2 separate regions of the Mus musculus genome follow, and region 2 is linked to region 1. A link is a contact called in public Hi-C data. All regions are on one chromosome and are shown on one strand. Each heading gives the region's core, a stretch centred on a gene start, on an enhancer-like site or on the middle of the called end of the contact. The rest is flanking DNA. Distances are from core to core; before and after follow the strand shown. Region 1 has its middle 15 kb from the start of Frmpd1. Region 2 overlaps Frmpd1 (FERM and PDZ domain containing 1).

The links. Hi-C and Micro-C count contacts between places; a contact is called where the count stands out from the background.
Region 2: a Hi-C map of the N1E-115 cell line shows a contact between it and region 1, with 6 times the contacts expected there. The contact joins two enhancer-like sites. A contact is called at or near these places in 15 of 39 promoter capture datasets (the 3T3-L1 cell line, the HPC-7 cell line, cranial neural crest and 10 more), 5 of 15 datasets of contacts at CTCF or cohesin (the G1E-ER4 cell line, embryonic stem cells, pro-B cells and 1 more), 103 of 484 Hi-C or Micro-C datasets (the 63-12 cell line, B cells, the Ba/F3 cell line and 51 more), 11 of 115 datasets of contacts at active chromatin or transcription factors (astrocytes, bone marrow-derived dendritic cells, differentiating embryonic stem cells and 4 more) and 1 of 9 other capture datasets (embryonic stem cells).

Annotation. Positions count from the first base shown.
Region 1 is chr4:45,167,568-45,172,061 of GRCm38.p6, forward strand. No RefSeq gene overlaps it. Among named protein-coding and RNA genes, the nearest start is that of Frmpd1, 15 kb to the right of the region's middle. Within about 2 kb of position 1,929, at least 4 of the 459 cell types and tissues checked have an H3K27ac peak or open chromatin away from gene starts, as enhancers often do. A contact at or near this core is called in the N1E-115 cell line, where this site is marked.
Region 2 is chr4:45,268,583-45,273,076 of GRCm38.p6, forward strand. It overlaps Frmpd1 (FERM and PDZ domain containing 1), which reads left to right. Exons shown (of 16, transcript NM_001081172.2): 8 at 1-12; 9 at 1,318-1,437; 10 at 2,548-2,684. Among named protein-coding and RNA genes, the nearest start is that of Trmt10b, 26 kb to the right of the region's middle. Within about 2 kb of position 2,634, at least 43 of the 459 cell types and tissues checked have an H3K27ac peak or open chromatin away from gene starts, as enhancers often do. A contact at or near this core is called in the N1E-115 cell line, where this site is marked.

The DNA of each region.
Region 1 (4,494 bases), core at 679-3,178:
ATAACTTCTGGAAACTGGCTAATGTTCTATGCGCTGCAGGAAACAAAATACTTCGAGGCCTTCATACCTTCTTTTCTATGCTTTTTCATTATGCTCTTTTGATTTAGTTACTGTTCAACTGCTGCGAAGACACACCGTGACCAAGACAAGTTATAAAAGAAAGCATTGGGGCTTGCTTATAGTTTCAGAGGGTGAGTTCATGCCATCATGGCTGGGAACATAGCCAAAGACAAGCCAAAGACCTCTAATGGGCTATACCAACTGGCATCACTGTTGGGTGTATTAGCTGGGGTTCCTCAAGGCTGTGGCCAGTACTTGACAAAATCAGATTGAGGGATGAAGGATTTCTTCAGGCTTATGGCTCAGGGGATACAGTCCACTGTGGTGGGGAAGGCATGGTAACTGGTGACTCGTCTGTGACAGTGGGAGCTTGTTCCCAAGCAGTCTGATTATAAAGTGTTGCCCACAGATGCTCAAAAGGGGCTGATGTTGCCTTCCTGCCTCCATGTCCCATGTACTGGGATTCCAGGTGTGTGTGTCACCACATCCAGCTGCCTCAAATGTTCATTTCCTTCCTCTTCAAAGCATCCTATCTTCTGAATCCTGGGCATCCCGTCTCACATGGGGTCTCTCCATTCTTTGAAATCCCAAGAGCAAGTCGCAGAATCTCCAGGAAAAATTGAATGACGAGTACTTTCATATATTAAACAATTTGGCCCAAACAATTTAATAATAACTTAGTATTTAAGTCCTAGAAACTATTAGAGAAAATAATGGAATACATCAAAAACATTGTTTTATCTTATTTTTTACTTATTTAAAAATTATGAGTGTGTGTGGCGGGTGGTGTGTGCACGTGAATACAAGCATCTTTCAGGGCTGGAGTTACAAGTTGTTCAGAATGGAGCCAGGGACCTCTCTAATCTGCTCTTAGCTGCTGAACAATCTCTCTGGCCTGTTTTATCTTATTTTAAAGCCACCCCAGCCATTGGCTAATGGGATTGTGTGTCTGTCAGAGGACCAGACCCTCTTAAGCCCCAGAGCTTGGTTGGCTGTTGCTTTTATGTCCTGTTCCATTCTATCATAGGAATCAATGAAAACCCAGCTTGGCAGAGACACAGGACAGAGGGGCATGATCCAGTGTTGAAATGGTGAAGTCCCCAGAGCTGTTAGCACGCACATGTCCCGTGGGTTTTCAGTATTGACATGCTTCCTTTGAAAATTGAACATGTCCCATAGTGACGGGGTGAGTTAGCTCCCACAATCTGGTAGCCTCGTTTGTGGTTTGGCCACAGTTCCGCTGTTCCACTGATAACAATGGCTGTATTCTGCCTTCTGTGACAGCTACCTGAAAACACACATTGTAGTTCTCATCCCAGCGTTTGAAAGGTCAGAACGATGTCTAATTGGTCTAATTGGTCTCTGTGTTCTCCGTCTCACCTCCCAGTGACAGCAGCGAACACTTAGTGACCTTTACCAGAGGCAACGTGTCCACACAGGCCACATGAGTCCAAACCCCATTCTCCTCCCAGGACATGGCTCTACCTCAGGGAGGAGCTAGCACAATGCCTTGCTATTTCAGAAGCACGTAGGCAATTTTGCTTAAATAAATGAATAAGCTTGCACTTCCTTAATTTGGTCCACACCTTGATTCCCATCAACAAAGCTAAGCAATTCATAGCCCCAGTCAGGCCAAGTAGATGCCCCTATACATCCAGCGTGAGGTCAGACTCGACATGCCAGGCATGGCTCCTTCCTTGCGTCTGCTCTCAAACGATCAGTTTAGCAATCCCTCATCTTCAAAGTGTGGTGACAGTGCACAGGAGTGCCATGAAAGCCAAAGGAGAGCTGCCTGCACAAGGGCTCTGAAGGACATCCAAGTGGTGTGCCTTAAAGGATTACAGTTCAGCTGCAGACCGACAACCGCTGACTCGCCGTGGTTGGATTGTTGGAAGAGGGGAAGACTAAACAGAACAGACTCATGGGCAGGGGTGGGGCTATAAGGAGCTATTTCTGATTCCCAAATGACCACGCTTTAGGCTTAGGCTGAAACTCCCCAGGAGCTACACTAATGGAGAAATTAGTATCTGTTGACGCATTTGCATATGCTCTGAAATGTTCTCCCATTAAGCTTCATGAGAAAGAGCAAGAAAAACCTGGTCCATTATAGGAAGTCTGCCACAACTTTAGCCTCCAGGAAAGCATAGCCCACATTTCCTAGGCTCTGGGAAGTCAGGTGGTACCTCCAACTTCAGGATGACACACAAAGTATCGCTAATTTTTAATTAGGTATTTTAATTCTTTATAATGTCACACAATGCACTTTGATCGTATTCCTCCTCCTAACACAACTCCTCCCAGATCCGTCCCCACCAACCTGACTTCATGTGCTTTTCTTCCTTTTGGGAAAGTCCAGTGAGTGCCCAAACATTTCTGGGTGTGGGGCCATCTCTCCCGGAGTGTGGTCGGCCTGTCAGGGGTCACACCCTTAAAGAAAACCGACTCACCCTCTTGCCCAAGCTATCCACTGCCAGCAGCTCCTTTCCTCGTGGTAGAACTTTAGGCCATGCTGGGATTTGTACAGCTTGGACTTGTGCAGATGTTCTTCCTGCTGTCCCAACAAGGGTGAGCTCCTTTGTGCAGCTGACCTGTCGGTATCTGGAAAACACTGTTCATCATGGTCATCCACTGCCTCTGGATTTTACAGTCTTTCTGTCGCCTCTTCCATGGTAATTACCCCTGAGCGTTGCAGGAGGGGGAATGTTCTAGATCTCCTACTTAGGGCTGAGCAGTTTGCGATCTCGTATTCTTTATGTTAGTTGCCATCTATTGCAAGAAAAAGCTTCTCTGGTGAGGGTTGAGAGATGCTCTAGCCATGGGTATAGTGATAACTCAGTAGGAATCAGTTTCATACTATCTCCACTTAACAGAATAGCAATAGTAGATTTGCTCTAGCAACTATGACCTATCCAGCTATAGGTTCTTTGCGGGGGCGGGGAGGGAGATGTTTTAAAATTTATTTTTATTTGGTGTGCATCGGTGTTTTGACTGCATGTATGTTTGTGTGAGGGTGTCAGATCCTCTGGAACAGGAGTTACAGACAGTTGGAAGCTGCCATGTCGTTGCTGGGAATTGAACTCAGGTCCTCTGGAAGAGCAGCCAGTGTTCTTAGCCACCAAGCCAACTCTCTAGGCCCCTATCTACAGGTTCTTAAAACTCAAAGTCTGTAAAGGAAAACTGTCTTTGACTATCAACACAAAGCTCATAAAAACACTCTTATTCTTTGGAGAGGAGAGAAAAAAAATGGTTTTAGTGAAGCTGAACAGACAGAGCATATGTGATTTTGTCAACTTGGTGAGCACTGCTATTTGTTCTCAAGCTAATCGGCATATGTAATATTGACTGGGCAGTACTGACATTTTGAAAACATGCCTTCATTGTTGTTGATAAATGTGTGGTCTTTCATAAACCCACAGTTCTACTAGGGAGCCATTAATATTTGACTTGCAAGAAGTATCATCTTGCCGGGCATGGTGGCCCACACCTTTGATCCCAGCACTTGGGAGGCAGAGGCAGGTGGATTTCTGAGTTTGAGGCCAGCCTGGTCTACAGAGTGAGTTCCAGGACAGCCAGAGCTATACAGAGAAACCCTGTCTCGAAAAACAAACAAACAAAAAAGAAGTATCATCTCTTTTAATACCAGTAAGTATGCATAAGAAAAGAACCAGAGAAGCGAAAGGGAAAGACCCAAGCTCTACAGACTGTGCACGGAAGACGAGCGTCCTGAGCACCCACGAGTCTGAACGAAAGCAAAATAAAAGCTGCCACTTATTGAAAGCCCTGTGCACGCCGGGTGTGTGCTTCACGCTCCTGAATCCTCAGAGCACCATGGAGATCTGTATTATCTGTGTTATGATGGAAATGACTGGGCCTACATCTATCCAAGGACACAACACTAGAAAGGGCTCAAGTTAACATTCAAGCCATGTCTGACCCAGCAGCCCAGATTCTTTCCAGAACATTCCTCTGATTTAAAGAACAGGATGAAACACTGTCACAGTACATCGTGGCAAAACACGAACAAAGCCTTGTTTTTTAAGAAAATCTAGGTCAGTCTCCTTTCTTCTGCCATACACAGGAGATAGGAGAGGACACTGGAAAATGGTCCCTGGGCCGGGGACTCCCTAGGCCCAGCTCTCAGAACTTAGGGTTAAGGAGAGACACCAGCCCCCATCCCCCTGCTCCCCCATTCAGCTCACCCTGCTTGTTTCTGTCTTTGATGGGGGAGGGTGCGGGGCAGGGGTGGGGGTGGTGTCGTTCCCTGGGCCCAGCTCTCAGAACATAGGGTTAAGGGAGAGTTCCAGCCCACACTTGAATTTCTCTCCATTCAGGTTTGTACTTGTCTCTTCCATACCAGAGTTAGAGAAATTCGGCTGTGGCCCTGTTCTCTTTGATAATGGAGACGCTCAGATGTGGGTGGGCAGGCTGGGCTGA
Region 2 (4,494 bases), core at 1,384-3,883, 100 kb after region 1:
CTGGTCCAGCAGGTAGGGAGGCCAGGCTTCTCAGCCACTGCAGGGCTGGATCGAGTACACTCACTCGGCCAGGGTAAGAAGGGCAAGACTCTGGCCTGGTTTGCATCTGTTCCTATGAGGCATGCAGGGCATAGTCCAAGATGCCCGTCTTCTAGATGTGGAGGCTTAGCAGGGTAAGGTGGTTTTCCCCAGTCACGTATCTGACAAAGTCTTTTGATTCAAGCTTTGATCATTTTTCTGGCACCCTGCTGTCTCAGAACTATTAGGGATCATTGGTTGCTGTGTCCAAAACTCTTTCTGTGGCATTGCCCCACTGAGAGGCAACCGTCATGATAGGACAGGACAAACAGCCAGTCCTGTGCCACCCAGTCCTTCAGCCATGCAAGAAGTTGTAGCACAGAATCTTTAAAGTCAAACATGGGTCAGTTCAACAAATCATTGTAGGGTGTATTCTGAAGAGATCAGTAGACATTCTACAGTTGGGGGAGGAGAGGGCTCCTTCAGCAGGGGAATGGAACAGGGAAGCCTCACCCTTGGGGGCGGGGGTGTCACTCAGGCTACCTCATTGCAAGTGAGGCATGACCCAATCACCACTCGCCAACTGCTGCAAACTCTTAAAAAATAATAAAGTGCAGAAGTGTACAAGCTCCATCTTCACTTGTGGAAATCAACACTCATTTGCATTCCATCCTCCTGGCTGTGATCAAATCCCCGTCAGGAGCAACTTAGGAGAGGAGAGAAGTTTATTTCACCTTGGAGTTTAGGAGTTGCAACGCATCGTTGTTGGCATGGCAGCAGGAACAGTCCTTGTCCGTGATGGTGGGAGCTTATCACAGGTGGTCACATTATAGTGGCAGATAGGAAACAGAGGGACCCAAGATATGCCCCTGGGCCTCAGAGACACTTTCTCTCCAAGCAGGCCCTACCTCCTAAAGCTCCACAGCCTCTCAAGACAGCCCTTCCCACTCAAGACCACATGTTGGAACATGTGCTGGGGAGAGGGGACCTTCACATTCAAACCACAAAGCAAATTGTCTTAGACTGTACCTGGGAGAACATTGAGATGTGGGCATGGGTTCCTAGACTGTCCCTTGGGAGGACATTGAAATGTGGACAGGGATTCCTCTGACAGAAGAAACAACACTCTTTGAATCTTTCACATTCCACACCATGGGAAAGAAAATCAGGCTAAGAGAGAAGGCTGTGCTGTCTTGGGGGGGAAGACTGAAATAGAACAGCGGCCTCCCTTTCTCTCTTCCCTGTGAAGCCGCTTTATGGAGAGCGGCGAGGTCACCTTATTGTCTTTGCCTTGGGCAGGTGGTAGAAAGGGAAGAATCCCAGGACTCCCGCTGCCTCTTCAGGGTGAGCTTTGTGCCCAAGGACCCCCTGGACCTGCTGAAAGAAGACCCTGTGGCATTTGAATATCTCTACCTTCAGGTGACCAGGCTGTGCTTCCTGGGGTGCCAGTGGCCTCAAGGACGCATCGCATAGTTGGGTTATTCTGGGTTGGTGGCAGCTAAAACAGCTCTCCCGAGGGATGGTCTCTTTCTAGAGAACAGTGGGTCTCATTATCCCTCCCCATTGTTCCTGCTCCAAGTTGCTGTAATGGGAGATTTGCAGTAGACTAATCAAATTTAGGCTTAGTCCTCAATGTAGATGATACACTTTTCTAATACTATTAAACGCTTTATCCTTTCCACTTTTATTGCAGGATGGGGCTTTAGTGCTGCAGAAACTCATGTTAGAGATGACGTAACCAGGTCTTAGAAGGGGAATGTGTCCGATGTCCCTACTTAGCAGTAGAGCCAAACCTGGTTTCTTTTCCTTCCTTCCTTCCTTCCTTCCTTCCTTCCTTCCTTCCTTCCTTCCTTCCTTCCTTCCTTCCTCTTGTTTTTTGAGGCATTATTTCTTCTGTATAGCCCTGGCTGTCCTAGAACTAGCTCTGTAGACCAGGCTGGCCTTGAAGATCCTCCTGACTCTGCGCCTGAGTCCTGGGATTAAAGGCATCTGCCACCATGCCCAGCTAGAAACCTGGTTTCTTGACTTCTAACTACGCCTTGTCCTCTATTGCCTAGAGTGAAATTACTTTCGTTATTTTTGTTTGGATGGGAAGAGTCGTCTGGGAGATGTCACCAGTTTACAGTCCACTGGGGTGTAAGGCTGGCCTAAGTCTTACAGAAATGGGGCTAGAAAATCGTAATAGCAGCCACCACACCACCAGTGCATTGTACTTGCTTAAGATAGCACTGTGTGATTTATGCTCACATTCCTGCATATAATCTTTTCTAAACCTCCCAGAAATCAAATAATACAGATCATATAGACAGTCAGTATGCGATTAACAATGGAAAACACTATACTTAGTCTGAATGTAACTCAGGTCACAGAGCCAAGTCCTCAGAGCTGGCTGCTGATCCTGCTGCTCTGACCGGAAAGAAGTGTGTGTGTGTGTGTGTGTGTGTGTGTGTGTGTGTGTGTGTGTGTGCGCGCGCGCTCGCGCAATGTGTATGCTCTTGTTGCCTAGCTGCTCTGTGTGATCTCTTGCAGAGCTGCAGTGATGTACTCCAGGAGCGCTTTGCTGTGGAGATGAAGTGCAACTCTGCCCTCCGGCTTGCAGCCCTGCACATCCAGGAGCGGATCTATGCCTGTGCCCAGCCACAGAAGATCTCTTTGAAGTACATAGAGTGAGTGGCAGGGGGTGGCAGCTGTGTCACATTTGGGACTGCTGGCTCCTAGCCAGGATGGCCAGACTCCAGAGAAAGCCGATACTCACCCATCTGCCTTTGTCTCTCTATCCATTTCCCTTTACCCAGCCTGGCTCCCTGTCTGGGTAGAAGCCATTTCCTCTTGCAGTTACACAGAGTCTCCTTGTAAATTTCCAGTCCCTGAAAGAATGTCTGAGGTCATCAGCTGACAACTTCTGAGGGCAGGGATGTCTTGGAAATTAATTTTCCCAACAGGTGTGAACCAATTGGCTATGGCATTATGCCTTCCTCCAAATGGGGGATGCTTCAAGTCCTACGATCCATGTTCCTCTCGATTCTTAGCTCAGAGAACTAATATCCGTTATGTTAAGCCCCTCCCCAGGTCTCTGCTCTAGCTTGTCTGGGTATCAAAATCAAATGGAGAAATCAGGTTTTAAAAATAGAACAGATCCCTGGTATAATGAGTCAAGGTGCAACTTTAGGGGGCTTCTGAGGCTTCTAGGCTAATAATGTTCTAAAGCTTAGCCTCAGGATTGGCAGGTGCGCTCTGTGGCAAGAGTGTTGAACCTAGCTCAGTGGCAGAGTGCTTGCGTAGCATACGCAAGGCCCTGAGTTTGTTCCCTAGCAGAGGGTACGAGACTTGTTCTTATATGTGGATGGTCACGCCACTTATTTTTGTTATTAAAAGGACTGAGAACAGGCCTATTGGAAGGCCTTGCAGGTAAAGGCCCCTGCATCCAAGCCTGAGTCTGAGTTCAGTCTCAGGACCCATATGGTAGGAAGAGAGAACCAATTCCCACAGGTTGTCCTCTGGTCACTACACATGTACACACTTGCTAAAATACAGCAGTTTGGGCTCCCCTTTTTAGAAGTTTAACTTAGTGTAGACACACAATATATGAATGAAATGGAATTTTAAATTAAAAGAAAGATGGAGAACTTCTGCTTTGATTCATGAAATATCCCACACCAAGACCAGTCATTTTCCAGACCAGTCAGGAGGTCCTAAATGCAGAATGTATATAATGTATATCATGTGTGTTTATGGGGAAAGCCCCTCACTCTGTCTCTCTCTCCTTTAATAGAGAGATATACAGATAGAGATAAGTGAAGATATGGACATTGTCTTAGTTCAGGCTTCATTGCTGTGAAGGGACGACATGACCAAGACAGTCTTATAAAGGAAAACATCTAATTGCCGCTGGTTTACAGATTCAGAGATTCAGTTCATTATTATCATCAGGGTGGAAAGCATGGCAACATACAGGCAGACATGGTGAAAGAAGAGGAGCTGAGAGTTCTACATCTTGTTCCAAAGACAGGCAGGAGACTGTCTCCCTCGGGCAACCAGGAGGAGGTTCTAATTCCACACTGGGCGGAGCTTGAGCACTGGAAGATACCCCTGAAAGCACACACCCACACACCACACACCCACACACCCACACACCCACACAGTGATAGCCTTCCTCCAACAAGGCCTCACCTACTCTAGCAAGCCTACACTTCCTAATGGTGCCCACTCCCCATGGGCCAAGCATTCAAACACATGAGTCTACAGGGGCCAAACCTACTCAAACATCACAGACATCCCTTCTCTTTCTTTCTCTTGCTTTTTCCTCTTTCTGTATCTACACCTCTGCCTGTCTCTATTCCTCCCACTAGAGAAAGGTACTCCTAATTGCTGTATGTCAGAGCTCTATATCTGAATTCTGTGTCATTGGCTCTTTGTTGGAACCAAGTGCAATGTAAACATGTGAACATGAGTCCTTGTCTCCAATGTCTTGCGGCA